Linked DNA regions of Mus musculus: region 1 is linked to region 2. The links are chromatin contacts, called in public Hi-C maps. All regions are on one chromosome and are shown on one strand. Each heading gives the region's core, a stretch centred on a gene start, on an enhancer-like site or on the middle of the called end of the contact. The rest is flanking DNA. Distances are from core to core; before and after follow the strand shown.

What was found. A called contact is a pair of places that touch in the nucleus more often than the background predicts.
Region 1: a contact with region 2 is called in a Hi-C map of cerebral cortex, with 4 times the contacts expected there. The contact joins two enhancer-like sites. A contact is called at or near these places in 4 of 484 Hi-C or Micro-C datasets (the N1E-115 cell line, cerebral cortex, epidermal suprabasal cells and 1 more).

The regions. Positions count from the first base shown.
Region 1 is chr9:43,675,901-43,683,100 of GRCm38.p6, forward strand. It overlaps the pseudogene Gm5364. Among named protein-coding and RNA genes, the nearest start is that of Gm29961, 34 kb to the left of the region's middle. Within about 2 kb of position 5,536, at least 28 of the 459 cell types and tissues checked have an H3K27ac peak or open chromatin away from gene starts, as enhancers often do. A contact at or near this core is called in cerebral cortex, where this site is marked.
Region 2 is chr9:43,477,062-43,484,724 of GRCm38.p6, forward strand. No RefSeq gene overlaps it. Among named protein-coding and RNA genes, the nearest start is that of Gm36855, 40 kb to the right of the region's middle. Within about 2 kb of position 5,235, at least 43 of the 459 cell types and tissues checked have an H3K27ac peak or open chromatin away from gene starts, as enhancers often do. A contact at or near this core is called in cerebral cortex, where this site is marked.

The DNA.
Region 1 (7,200 bases), core at 4,286-6,785, 200 kb after region 2:
GAGGGGCCTGAGAGCTTGGTGCTCCTCGAGACACAGATAGCTCCCTCTCCAGGGAATCCTCATGGGACAGGTGAGAGGGGGGTTCTTTAGGGTCCTTCAGGACATGAGTCTGTGCAAGGTTCCCCCTTTGTGACCCCATCACCTCCCCAAGTCTTGCTGACAAGTACCTCACTCTTCTGGTTAGGATGTTAATGTTAATGGTGGTGGGGCACAGATGCTCAGCCCACAGCAAAGTCTCAGAAGCGAGCCACATGTCACCACCCCAGAAAGGTTCTGGGCTTCCCCTCCCCCAACCATGACTCATTTCGGACTGCTCCAGCAAGAATTGGTGCCAAAGAGACCAAGTCAGCCTTAGGGAGGCATCTGGCCCAGGAAGCCAGGCCCAACTGTGTTGGTACTCCCAAGCAGGCCTCCCAACTTCCTTGAAGATGTTCTCAGTGTCTCCCTGCTATATGGAAAGGAAAAAAGCCCCCAGCCTGCTCTGGAAGGGGCTGCTGAGAACATCAGGACAGAGCCATGCTGGCAGCCACCAACTTGCACAGACTAAAAGCCTGGCAGGAGGCAGGACACGCACTGCCTGGGGTCCCCCGCCTCTCTCTACCTGCCAAGACCAGGCTGCCCCTGGTCTCAGTCTGGATGGCACAGGTGTCTTTTGAGCTGCGGTTTAGAACGGTACTCTGTTTTAATGAAGGTGACTGTGTTTTTCCTCTGGCCAAAGCAATGGCCACAAACTAGTTAGCAGTAACGAAATTTCATTCTGTAAAGTTCTTGAGCCAGAAATCCCAAACCCAGGTGTCAGAAGGGTTGACCGTCTATCTCCAAGCCCACTGGAGAATCCTCCCTCTAAGCCCTCCTTCCAGGAATTCCAGACACTCCCGGGTCTGTACAGCCTAGAGTTCCAGCCCAGCACTGCCAGGCCTTCCCCGGTCTTCTGTGTGCCCCTCTCAAGACACTTGTAATTGAACTGAGATTCTTCCCTGGGAATCCAGGATGTCTTCCCTGGGTTAAACATGCCTACAAAGACTTTCTTCTTCTTCTTCTTCTTCTTCTTCTTCTTCTTCTTCTTCTTCTTCTTCTTCTTCTTCTTCTTCTTCTTCTCCTTCTCCTTCTCCTTCTCCTTCTCCTTCTCCTTCTCCTTCTCCTTCTCCTTCTCCTTCTCCTTCTCCTTCTCCTTCTTCTTCTTCTTCTTTCTTTTTTTTTTTTTTTTTTTGAGACTAGCCCTGGCTGACCTTGAATTCACAGAGATTTGCTTGACATTGTCTCCTTCTCCCAAGTGCTGGCCTTAACGGAGTCTATCACACATCCAGCTTTTTTTTTTTTTATTAAAAAAAGAGCGGTATCAAAAGATGGCCTAGTCGGCCATCACTGGAAAGAGAGGCCCATTGGACACGCAAACTTTATATGCCCCAGTACAGGGGAACGCCAGGGCCAAAAAGGGGGAGTGGGTGGGTAGGGGAGTGGGGGTGGGTGGGTATGGGGGACTTTTGGTATAGCATTGGAAATGTAAATGAGCTAAATACCTAATAAAAAATGGAAAAAAAGAGCGTGAAGTGTGTGTGTGTGTGTGTGTGTGTGTGTGTGTGTGTGTGTATGGAAGTCAGAGGACAACCTACAGGAGCCTCGGTTCTCTCTTTCCACCATGTGTTGTCCTGGGATTTGAACTCTTGTCGTCAGGGTTGGTGGTAAGTGCCTTTACCCCACTGATCCATCTTCCCTGCCATGCAAAGACCCCCAATTACAAATCAAGATATGCTCTTGTTTGTTTGTTTGTGTGTGTGTTTGTTTGTTTCAAGATAGATTATCACAATGTAGCCCTGGACAGTCTGGAATTCACTTTGTAGAGCAGGCTGGCCTTTAACTCTCAGAGATCCACCTGCTTCTGCCTCCTAGGTAGGTGCTGTGATTAAAGATGTGTGCCTCTGTGTCCTGCTCAGGATAGACATATATGCCCCTATGTTCTGAGTGTGGACTTAACTTGGGGAGATGGACTATTCAAGCCCACTGCGATATATTTTATTTTCCAAATCCTACTACCATAATGTGTCATATGCTGAGGAGTATGAATTAAGAGTGGAATTCAAAGGTCACACTCTTCCCCCAAACTCCATCCCCTCCCCTCTTTCCTCATCTCAGGGTTTCTCCAGGGAATCACTAGACAAGCAGGCATCCTCTGCCACCATCACTGTCCTAGCTGGGAGGTGGCCTTGCTCTTCCCATGGACTCCCACGTGCTCCTGAAGAACCAGGCCAAGCTCTGCCACATATCAGATCCTTGGACAGCAGAGGTGTGGTGGCTAAGGAGTGGGTGGCCTCTGGCATAGGAGCTTGGCTAGAAATACCAAGGGTCGATAGAAAGTGACCAGCAGCCCAGTGGGCAGGGGAAATGAAGAGGCTTAGACTGCTAAGAGATGCACAAGAAACCAAAGCGCCCTCCTTGGAGATAAGGATACACAACAGTCCAGCTTGTCACCTCCAAGCCTAAGCTCTGTATGTGTATGTTCAAGTGGTGGCTCATTTGCACCAGCCAGACCCCTACTTGATGAAGAGAGAAACAGTACTGAACTCAAAGGATTGTCTGAGAGCCTCAGTTAAATAAATGCTATAAAAATAAAATGTAGCTAAAAATAAGCCAGTTGTACTGACACACACCGTTGATCCCAGCACTTGGAAGGTAAAGATTATTCCTCAGTAGTTTGAAGCTGGTCTGGGCTACCTGAAACCCTGTCTCCAAAGATGAAACAAGCAAACAGACACGCAGCAAAAACAACGGACAGTGACAACAGTCTGGGAACAACTGACAAACTACCTGTCCCTTGTCCCTTGCCTCCAGATACACAGAAAGGGTAGCAGAGAAGGGACAAGCAGAGCCTGGCCACTCCGTGTGGTGGCCTCCTGAGAAGGTGGATTGAACCAGATGAAGGTACAGGGCAGCAAGGGTCAGGGTCAGGTACGAGGGACAGGCAGTGTCAGATAACTGCTCCTCCAGGACAGAGGACAAGACCTCTTGCTCTCAGCTTGGCTCCCTTCCCCCAGCAGTTAGTGTATCAAGGCAGGGCCCCCTTTTTTTCTTAGCTCTGCTCTTGTCTTGGTGACTATCACTGAACCTGGCATTCAGTAGAAGATTTGGGCAAAGCCCACTGGCAGGGGCCAGGCGGGAAAGAAGCTGAGGCACTCACCCAGAAGATGCTAACGAACTGAGCCGATTAATTGAGCCAATTATGGAAGCTTCCCGGGAGGGATGGGAGCAAGCCTGGCTCCTGGGGACCAGGTGCGGAACCGTAAGAGTGGCTGATAGAAAGAGCTAGCCTGAACTCTGTGTCCCAACCCCTGCCATTCTGCACAGGTTTGAGATGGAGGGCTGGACCCATGCTGCCACAAGAACCTGGCAACTTTGGTCTCTTGAGCTGCCCATATGGGCGGTAGGCTGGAGAAAGGGTGGGTACCCGGGACAGTGCAGGAAGAGAGGCGCTGAGCAAATGAATGACTAGGTGAAGGGATGAATTACCTTGCCCGACACGCCCTCAGCTAATTTTGGAGTGTGAATGGAAGTGTGAGTGAATTCGGTTCATGAATCACGGCGGAGTGCTGAGGGTGTGCCGGAACAGAGCACAGAGAGCCTCCCACTCCTCCTCTCCACCGGTCTCCACAACCAAGAGGCAGGCCCCCTTGCTACTGTGGCTTTGTCTCCTTGACAGTCTCCTCGTGGCTGATGCGTGAGCAAAGGAGTCGGCATTGAACTGGAGTCCTCCGGGCTGCAGAAGCTCCGTGGAGCCCAGCGGGAGGTGCGCATGGGCCTGGGAGTCAGAACGTGAACTTGGATGTGAGTTTGCAGGAGTGAAAACCTGAGACCTGAGTGCCTGGGCACACAACACAGGATGCAGGAGCCCCAGAAGCATGCCCCCTTCACGGATGTGTGTCTCTGAGAACACTGGTCCTTCCCTGGTACCTTGATTTGACTTGGAAACAGTCTCTGGCAGCACCATGCCCAGCTGAAGGCAAAGGTCAGGTTCCAGCTGAGAGCAGAGGCCCCTCCAAGGCCTCCTCTCCACCCCCACACCCCATACCCTGCCTTCAAGCTTTCTCAGGCTCCCCCCTCCTACCTGTGCTGTCTCCACCCACGGGCCAGAGGGTTGGCTCTTAAAAGAGGCAAATCTAATTGCCAGCCGTTTCTGCCGTGTTTTGTTTGTGTGAATGGTTAAAAGTCTCTTTATTTGGATGAGAGAGGCTATACTCAAATTAAGGCTGAAAAGAGCTCTCTCCCAGAATCAGTTTTATCAACATATAATTTACATAAAACAAGATGCATTTATGTTAAATGTATAGATAGCTTTTTTTTTTTTTTTTTTTTTTTTTTTACTATTTTTGTTTTTGTTCTTGTTTGAGACAGGGTCTTACAATGTAGCCCAAGCTGATTCCCCTGGGGGCGGGGGGGGGGGGGACGGGACGGTCTGACCTCAATTCTTCAAGCTTGCCTAGCAAGCAAACACTTTATCAACTGAGCTAGCAGACCCCCAACTCCCACACACCCACAGCCCACCCCCCTGCCCAGCACAGTTCTTGAGACAGGTCCTCACTCTAGCCTAGGCGGGCCTAGAACTCACTCTGTAACCCAGTCTGGTCTTCAAAGCCACGTCAGTCCTTCTAACCCAGCCTCCTGGGTGTTGGGATTACACGTGTGAGCCTGGCTTTCCATCCCACTAACAGACATTGACACCCGGGGCCTTCTGCGAGACAGAATCTCACTAAGTTGCTGTGTCAGCTGTTCTTCTCACTTTCATTGATGTGATCAAAGACCTGACAAGAAACAGGTGAAGGGCAGAAAGGTTCCTTTGACTCCGTCTGAGGGTACGTGGTTTACTGTGGCAGGGAAGTCCTGGTGGAAGAGTTGGAGTGCGTGCCAGATGGTCACATCTTAGAAGACCAGAAAGTGGAGGAAAGAGAAAGCCAACACTCACCTGGCTTTCTCCTTATTCCCCTTTTATTCAGCCAAGGTGTTGGCCCCTCACCCCTGACACCCACATTCAGAGTGACTCTTCCTTTCTCAGCTAAACCTCTCTGGAAACATTTTCACAGACATGCCCAGAGTTGTGTCCCCTAGGTGAGTCTAAATCCCGTCACAGTGACAATAAAGATCAAACATCACAATTACTCAGGTTGGCCCTGAGACTTCTCTGTCTCTGCCAGGGCTACTCATTCCCCAGCCTCTCTAGTAGCTGGGGTTACAGGTCAGGCTACTTTCTTGCTTATGACACACACTTGGTGTTGATTGAATCCTGGATTATATGGTTTTACATATAACATTCTTCTCTCCTACTTGACCACAAGCTGTATACAGGAGTCATGCCCCTGTCTCCTGAGTACCTGGCACTGTTTCTGACAGAGGAGCTACTTGGTGGATGTTTCAGGAGACTGCACAAAGATATGGATGGCTGAGACCCAGGGAAGCCCAAGGCTTAAACAGAGACCTGGGCAGCCAGACTCAATAGTGATCCTACCCAGATCCAGAAAGGGAGGGAACAGAGCAGGCAGGAGAGAAAATGACTCATCTACAGAGATACATAGCAAAGAAGGAAACTGCCGTTCAGCAACTTCTCCACCTTCCCTACTGTGGGGGAGTGAATGTTCCAGCCCCCGGTGAGCTGGGGTGGTGATGAACACTCAGAGCTTCAGGGCCCTTTTAACAGGCCTGGAGCAGCCACCAGGGAGTTCTCAACCCAGAGAGGCATTCAGGGCTCCCCCCCACTGCCTCTACCTTGTCCCCGAGTCCCCCTACAGCAGCTGTCTCCACCCCACCTCAGAGACTGTGTGAGTGATCTGCTCCGAGAGAGCATGGCAGCCATCCTGAAGGACTGTGAAAAGCAAAGCAACCTCACTTCTCAAGACAGAGGGCAGGGTGACCCAGGTCATGGGACGTATCCCACAGCACAGTGACAGGACCAGAGGCAGGAACACCAAGACCTGAACTAAGCTTAACTGGAGGAGATTCTCAGAAACCCCTCTGAAGCATGAAGGCAGGGACTGGGGAATGAGTGGGGAGAGGTAGAATTCTCGCCTAGCATGCACAAGACCCTGGGTTCTGACCCCAGTGCCCCGTAGGCTGGGTATGGCAATCTCAGCACTCAAGAGGCAGAAGCAGGAGGATCAGAAGTTCAAGGTTATCTTTAGCCAGGAAGTGAATTTGAGGCCAGCCAAGGCTACATGCATGAACCCGTGTCTCCAGAAGCTCGGGGACTCTGTGCCTCTGAGCTGCCCCAGACTCCAGTTGCGGGGGATGGAGAGAGAGAAAACTGGGACCAGGGGCCAGGACTTGTCCTGCCTGTCATCCTCTCCATGACTCCTCAGGGATGAGTCACCATAGCCCAAACCCAGACTCCAAGGATGACAAAGTAAGCAGGTGGGAGAAACAGGGCTCTGACTGAGCATGGTCCCGGTCTCCTAATCCTAAAGCAGGGAGACAGAACCACTTACATCTCCACAGAGCTCGCCAGGATTAAATAAGATGACAGATGTAACATCCTGGCTCACAGTTAGTATTCAAAAGATGGCAGCTCCTGTCACTAAGAAACCTTCAATTTCTGAAGAGTGTGTGTTTAACCTTCCCACTTGTGGAGTGCTTGTGGTTTATGAAACACTAGCCTGTTTACTTCTTCTTTTGATCCTTACACAACTGTGTGTGTTGTATGTTTGCATGTTTGTGTGTATGTATGTATGTATGTATGTATGTGGAGGCCAGAGTCACATCAAGTGCCTTCCTCAATTGCATTCCACCTTATTTTTTCTGTTGTTGTTTTTCTATTATTTTATGTTTATCTGTGTTTTACCTTCAGTCCAAGGGTATTCAAAGGTTTTATGGAAGCCTTAAGAAGAGAGACACGCCCCCCCCCAAAAAAAAAGCTGGAGATGGTTCAGTGGTTAAGAGCACTGACTGCTCTTCTGAAGGTCCTGAGTTCAAATCCCAGCAACCACGTGGTGACTCACAACCACCAGTAATGAGATCTGACACCCTCTTCTGGTGTGTCTGAAGACAGCTACAGTGTACTCATAATAATAAATAAATCGGTGGCGCAGACGGCAGGCAGAGCTGGTCACATTGTGCTGGGGCTCCGTGCTGCCTGCAGTCCTGAGAGCCTGCTACGAGCTCGAGCTCAGCCATGGAGCCTGTCCCCAATGGCCCAGCCGCGCTCGGCCCTGCTGCCATCCA
Region 2 (7,663 bases), core at 3,985-6,484:
ACCAGATACAAAAAAGCCTCTGTCCAGAGCGTGGTATGCACGAAGCACATAATAAAAGAGATTTTCAGAATACCATGCTGTATATAGTAGATATCATTATCCCCCATGGAGAAATGAGACCAGGTATGTAAATATATGGCCCCATTGGTTGAATCCATAGTCCAATGAGTTGAAAGCCACAGGACCCCATCCAGCCTTCAGCCATCTTCCCTCATAGCATACACATTAGTGGAAGTTTCTAGAGAAAATGGCTGTTGCAATTAAAATGAGTATGGTGTTGTTTAAAAATTACAGCTATGGGGACTGGAGAATGTCTCAGAGGTTAAGAGCATTTGCTGCTCAAAAGAGGAGCAGGGTTTATTTCCTAGAACCCACGTGTTGGCCGCAATCATCTGTATGCCCAGTTCCTGAGGATCCAGTGTCATTTTCTCCATGGGTACCAGGCACACACATGATGCACATACACACACACAGACAAGATACCCATACACATAAAGAAGTTAAGAATAACCTGCAGTCAGAAGGGCAGGGAGATGGCTGGGTGTGTAAAGATTCTTTTTTTTTTTTTTTAAGATTTATTTATTTATTATATGTAAGTACACTGTAGCTGTCTTCAGACACTCCAGAAGAGGGCGTCAGATCTCGTTACAGATGATTGTGAGCCACCATGTATGTGGTTGCTGGGATTTGAACTTCGGACCTTTGGAAGAGCAGTCGGGTGCTCTTACCCACTGAGCCATCTCACCAGCCCCAAGATTCTTAATGCCAAGTCTGACAACCTTTGTTCTGTCCCTAAGACCTACATGGCAGAAGGACAGAACAAACTTCTGCAAGTGGTCCTCTGACTGTCAGTCAAGCACGGGGGCATGCACACACCCACACTATATAAATAAGTTCGTAACATTTAAAATTCTTGCTGCTAAAGAAGGTTAGGATTAGACATTAGGACAACCATCTTGGTACAGAGAGTACTAGAAAAAGAGAGGGTATTCAGGGGGAATGAGGGGAACCATCCCTTTTCAGGAGATAGGGGCTTCCATAGTTGTCTCTGGCACTGTCTTTGGAGACCTATGCCAGCAGCAGATCACATCTCACCAGGGGCTGCCCTGTCTAGCCTGGCATGGGAGCCCCTGAGAGTGAAAGTATACAACAGGCTGGAATTCCCTGCTGCCCTCCTCTGAGACAGATGCAAAGCCATCAGGAAGTGACTATTTATAAAAGTTTCCTCAGAATAGCAAGGTTCATGTGTACTATATCCAGAGGCTAACCCAAGGCCAGGCACATGTGGGTCCTTACTAAGAATACATTGATTGATTGATGATTAATTGACTGATTGAATGAGTGAGTGAGTGAGTGAACAGCGTTTGTGGTATCAAATAGGGTCTCGGCCTTTCAATTTCACTCTCAAAGGAAGCCATTGTTTCTGGCAGGACATCAAGGACCACAGATGTTTGCAAGGAAGAACTGGTCCACCCTGGATTGCTGGGACTCCATCTTGGGACTCTGCCTGGACTGCTCTGTGAAACCAAAATGGGTCAGCGACCTGGACGGTGGGAGAGAATAAAGCAAAGCAAACTGGCTCCCTTCAGCCTGGCACTCCACTCTTCCCAGCTCTAGCTTGTTGGGGGCTCATCCTCCTGTTTGTTACCAGCCTTCTGGCCCACTGCTGGGACGCGGGCCTCCTGTCTGTTCACAGCCACATGCTTGGTCCCTGGAAAGGTGGAGTCCATATGCTGGCTCTTGGTACTGAGACCAAGGCTTGGTTTGAAGCAACCTTGACGGATGCTTTTGCGGTTGCTAATCTGGAGGGAAGATTGGTACAGCCAGCTCCTCTCACCCCTGCTGTCTCCTGGGAATAGGAGATCTAGGAACTGCAGGAACTGCTAAGCAGAAGTCCTCTGTTTGAAGGCTGGGGGCTGAAGAGCAGCACTGCACTGTCTGAGTTCCTGTTTTGAATTCACCAAGCTGCTCAGCCTCACAGAGGAGTGGCTAGAGGACAAGAGGTCCATCTGCCTCTCCACCTCCTTCATCCTCACCTTGGGCCTCTTTACAGAGTGTGTACCTAACTCTTGACCTCAGAGAGGGTTTTGCTAGCATGGATGTGCCCGTCAGAGCTCTCCTCTGGGGATCTGGGCATGACAGAGCCAAAGCTACATCTCATATAGCAGCACTTGGATTTTAGTGGTGACTTTGGCTCCAGAGGGTTGTGTAGCTCTCCTGTGCCTTCATCTCTACCCTGTTCTAGGCCTATGAGTGCCTCGTGCAGAGAGGTAGGGCCTATTGATGTACCTCACTCCCTGCTCCCTGCATAGAGCCTGGCCCAGGGTGTGTCCAAGGGCGGAAGAATCCCTCGAGAAGGAAAGGAAGTTGACCTTTGACCCTAAGGATCTCTACAACAGAGGGAATCCCTCTTTTAGTTTGTGTCTTTCCTGGATGTTGCTGACTGGTCATGTCTGCTTTCTGGGTCCCTACTACACAGACCTACCTCATTTCCCTTCTTTCCCCATCTGGTAGATCAGCCACACCCGCACTGTGTTGTTCTTCTGCTTTCCCCAGAACTGGAGGTCTTGTCTCCCCACCCTGGATCAAGCCTCTAGGGGTGAATCTTCTTGTGGATCCTCTCTCCATGTTACCCAGAGGGACCCCATGTCTTCAGAAAATCCTTCAGAACTGGGGCCATCCTTTAGTTCAGTTACAGTATTGACCAAGTATCTACTGCAAAACCTAACTACTGGGTACACACACAAGACCTTCTGTGAGTTGGTTCTGTCCACAACCACCTAGCCCTCTCTAAGCACAAGGATGACTTTGAGGTCCATGAGAGTACAAAGCCCGTGTACCATTTCCTATGACATCAGGCCTCTCTCTCGGCTCCACAGACCCTCAGACTCACCAGCTTGTCCAGACTCGGCCCTGCCATTCTCTCCCCCTGCTACCTACACACGGAGCACGGGTGTCAGTAGCATCTCCCCATGCCACTTGTCTTGTGTATTCTGTGCTTGTGACACAGAGGCCTCGTCTCCCTCGGTGCTCCCTTCAGTGCAGGACCGTATCACCTTCCTTACATCCCCAAGATCCCCCATGTGCCACCGACTGAATGCTTTGGGTTTCCCCAGATGAAAACAGTTAAATCCTACCTTCAAGGTAAGTGTATGAAGAGGCGTCCCTGAAGGGACTGTTGGGTCTCTGCTTCCCTCCAGCCCCTTTCTGTCTCCCTGACACCCTGAGGGGAGCAGTTTCTTCACCATTTGCTCCCACATGGCATTCAGTCCAGACCCTGAGCTGAGACCTCTGAGAGCATGAGCCAAAATTAACCTCTCCCCTGTGCAAGTTGTTTGCCTCGGTACTTTGTCACAGTGAGGTGTTTGGCCCTCCTTTTCAAGTGGATGTGGGGGTTCCTGCTCCTTTATCCTTTTCTTCACTTTTGACCAAGAGGTGAGGAGTTTTGCCTCCATCCATGCCTTCCAGAACATTCTACCTCGAGCCATGAAAACTGTCTAGTGATTAATCCCAGGGCACTTTCCCTCCTGGGGAACCTGCTCTATGTTAAAAGCTCTACCTGAGCTCTTAAGCCAGAGAGCACGGAGCCAACTGACCTGGACTGAAACCTTCCAATGTGGTAGTCAAATTAAACCTATTTTTATGTCTCGATTGTTACCTCGAGTGTTTGCCACAGTGATAGGAGGCTGCTAAACACAGACCGACTGAATAATGATGATAGCTTCACTTGGTAAGTACCTACTGTTTACCAAGCACTTGGCTAACTCAACTTTTATTACCATGCTCATTAAGTCCTTATCCAACAACAGGGTGGGCACAGCACATTCTTTTATCTCTTTTTCAGACAGTAACACCAAGGCTCAGAGAGGGTAGTAACTACCTTGTCTAGAGCCAGACAGTAACTACTAAAGCTTGTAATCCAAGGCCTGGGCATATGGCCACTGGACCTTGGGTGGGGCTGGGTTGGGAAGTCTCCTCAGGCATTTTGACTCTTAGCTGAGTTTTGCTGTCTGCAGCATCATGTGGCCGTTGTTCCTCTATGCTGGGTAACCCTGCACAAATGCCAACTAAAAACCCTGTCACCTAGAGTCCCAGAGGTTTCTTCCTGAAGGGACATGCTGCTCTTGTGACAAGGGAGGTAGAGTTGGGGGAGGAAGTGCCTGGGGCCTGTCATCTTGTCCCTGACTCCTACCTTCTGCTACTGAGTGACAGTCAGCCAGAGCGGTGGGGAAGGAGGAGAGCTCTAAGGACCCACAAGAGACTGTTCATTTTGGCTCCTAGCCCATGGTGGAGTTAAGTGGCTGGAAAACTCCTAATTGGGGTATGGGGGTGTGTGGCCAAGGCAGCTGCAGCTGTGACAGCTCGACCATGTGCCAGCCTTGAGATCAAACCACTTACAGGATACATCCCTCAGGAGAGGTGTCTATGCCCAAACAAAGAGATGCTGAAGCCAATCTTACCCTGTGTGGGGACAGAACCAGAGACATCAAAGCTGGCTCTAGCCCCAGGAGCTCACACAGTCTTCCCAGCTGGAAAAACTCATCAAGGAGTAAGTTCGGAATTTACTACCTAACAAACAAGACAGGATAGCGTCAGCCTCCTCTCTGGGAAAAGAGGCTGGGAGTCTAGGCTGTCCTTGCTGCAAAACCTGGGACCCAAGGTCTGAAATTGAGTGTAAGTTCATTAGGAGGGAGAGTGCCCTGAGAATAATTATTAGATTATTCTCAACACTGTATATTGGGGTTTGTATTTGAGTATTTTTATGTTAAAAAACCCAACCAAACAAAACTAAGCCATCCTATAGCATTGTGCTCCTCCTAAGTGACACAGGTGTCACAGGTCCTGGATGGTGACCCACTGCCTAGTGGTCCTATAAAGATGACCATAGCAGCTTCCTGTAGGCATCAGAGAATGCCCAACACTGTATTCCATAATTACATCATTTTGTCCCTGTTTAAACCAATCTGGTAACTTCCGTTTCATTTGTTCCCATAGCAAGCAGAGCAGACATTGCTCATCTCTCTTTGCAGATATGAAATTGCTGAGACACAGTGCAAGGGAAACTAGAACCTGGAATCCTTAATCCAGACCCAGCACCCTCTCACAGCAAAGCATTTCTGTCTGAGCTGTTTGTCCACTGTCTGAAAAGCAAGCGGATCCTAAACGGTGAGGATGTAACAGTACTGCAGAAAGCTGTGCAGGGCTCTTGCTGGGCAGGCAGCCACACTGGCCTTCTGGAGTCCTGGGAGACAGCTCAGAACTTGGAAGACAATGTTCTATTACATGGTTTCCCACTGGGCCTGCATGTTGAGCTCAACAAACATTCAGAGAAGAGTAAATGCTTGGGCCATTTTCCCCCATGGAAGGATGAGACTGTCTCAGAGATGAAACGCACTACCGCTGCTGCTGTCTTCTCTATGGCTCTGACGTCTCTTCTCTCTCCCCAGCCCTGGCCATCGGAGGCATCTGGATAGGCAGGGCTTGGAGAACAGGAGTGAGACCTAGCAAGGCTTCACATCTGGCAGTCACAGCTCTGAAGGGACCGAAACAATTCATCACAGCCCTCCCCTGCTTCTAGTACACCTTGCTATAGGTTGGCTCAGCTTCTCTAGTCGCTCAGCTCCTCAGTACTGGGAGGAGCTTGCCAAGGCCCCTGGATCCTCACACATGGTGGATTCTACCCTCCCAGGGCATCCCTGTAGTACAGATGTCAGTCCTGCAGTCAGAAAAACAGAGAGAGGCCCAGAAGACAGCTGAAGGCAAAGAGGAGATCTGGGCTGGGCTGCAGATTCAGTGACGCATTTGGAGTGGAGCCCTGGTCTTCAGTTCCCGTGCAGACTTCAGGACATGTGTCATAAGGGAATCCCAAAGGGCAGTCCTGGATCACACACTTCTATGTCAGCTATTTATTTTCGAAGGTCCTCCACATGTGGTCTGTGTCATTTTGCTGTGGCAGGAAGGCAAGGTGCAGGTGTTTTGAGGCTGGTCAGCAGCAGTGGATTTAATGGGAAGCCAGGCTGAAGCCTTGCTCTCCTGTCAGGCGGCCTGGACCCTTCTAGAGGAGGTATCCTCTCTTCCCAGGGAGACTGGAGTGGCCTTGTGTTATAGAGGACTCGTGAGTATAGCACAGCCTTGTGTTTCAACAAGAGAGATTTGAGGAAACTTTGAGGTTGTCACCCCTCACAGTGCCCAGGTTTTCTTACTCCCCATGAGCAGGGGGAGAGGAAGGGAACACTGGACTACTGTAGAGTCTGTGACAATGGTCTGGTTTCCAGAAAAGACATCAGGCTGCCCCCTTTCTGCCCACACACTCTCAGACTGCCAGCACACACCAGCTGCCAACCTGATTCTAGTTAGCTCCACGACTGCCCTGGGAAGGCAAGCTCCCCAGACATTATTATCAGTGTAACAACCCAGTGTGACAGTCTGGCTCCCAAACACCTGACATGTGTGGTTCTATACATCAGGGTTAGTGTTTGTCTTTGTCTACTGGGGCTGTGGTGACAAAATACCACGGAGTGGGTAACTCAGAAATCAGAGTATCGTTCTCATAGTTTTGAAGATTGGGAAGTCCAGGGTCAGAAACTGGCAGATTCAGTGTCCCACGGTGGGAGCCTCATTCCTGACTCATAGATGACAATTGTGTCTTCACATAGTGGAAGGGGTAAAGGGTTTCTCTCAGATCGCTTTCCTAGTGGCACTAATGCCATTAAGGAGATTCTTGAAGGTCTCATAGTATTATCATCTTGTGGAGCAAGATTTCAGTACCTGAAATTTTTTAAAGATTTTTTTATTTCATGTGTCTGAGTATTCTGCCTGTATGTATGTATGTGCACCCTGTATTTTATGTGTCTGAGTGTTCTGCCTGTATGTATGTATGTGCACCCTGTATTTTATCTGTCTGAGATTTCTGCCTGTATGTATGTATGTGCACCCTGTATTTTATGTGTCTGAGTGTTCTGCCTGTATGTATGTATGTATGTATGTATGTATGTATGTATGTGCACCCTGTGCATGCAGTGTCCACAGAGACCAGAAGAGGGCGCTGGATCCACTGAAGCTGGAAGTTACAGACAGTCGTTGGCTGGGTAGAACATGCTGGGAATACAACTTGGCTCTTCTACTTGCTGATGGATTGAGCCATTTCTTCAGTCCCATTTGTACTTGAATGTTTGAGGCACATAAACAAGTGTAATGAGAATTTGGGTCTCTTTAAAAACATAGGAATGTTATGGGAATATATTTCAATCCCAAGGTGTGGGATATGGGGCTGCTTCAGATTGTCCACAACAGCAGACTGATTTGCCTCATGCTCTGGGAGGGGCATGAGTTTGCCAGCTGCAGATAGTTTTGACAAATGTATGAGATGTGGAATTCTGGGGACTCTTGGGAGGGAGGGTATATAGATGCAAGAGCTCTGAGAGGAGTATAGAGCTTGCTGTTCCTCCTGCTGTAGATGGCTGCTGCTGCTGTTGGCTTCGAGTTGCTGGCTGTTGGTTGTTGTTGGTTGTTGGTTGCTGGTTGTTGGTTGCTGGTTGTTGGTTGTTGTTGGTTGTTGGTTGTTGGTTGTTGGTTGTGAGTTGCTGGTTGCTGGTTCCTGGTTGGAGATATCCTAAAAATGAAGCTCAAAATCTCCCCCAAGGAACTCGATGCCCCTAAGCAG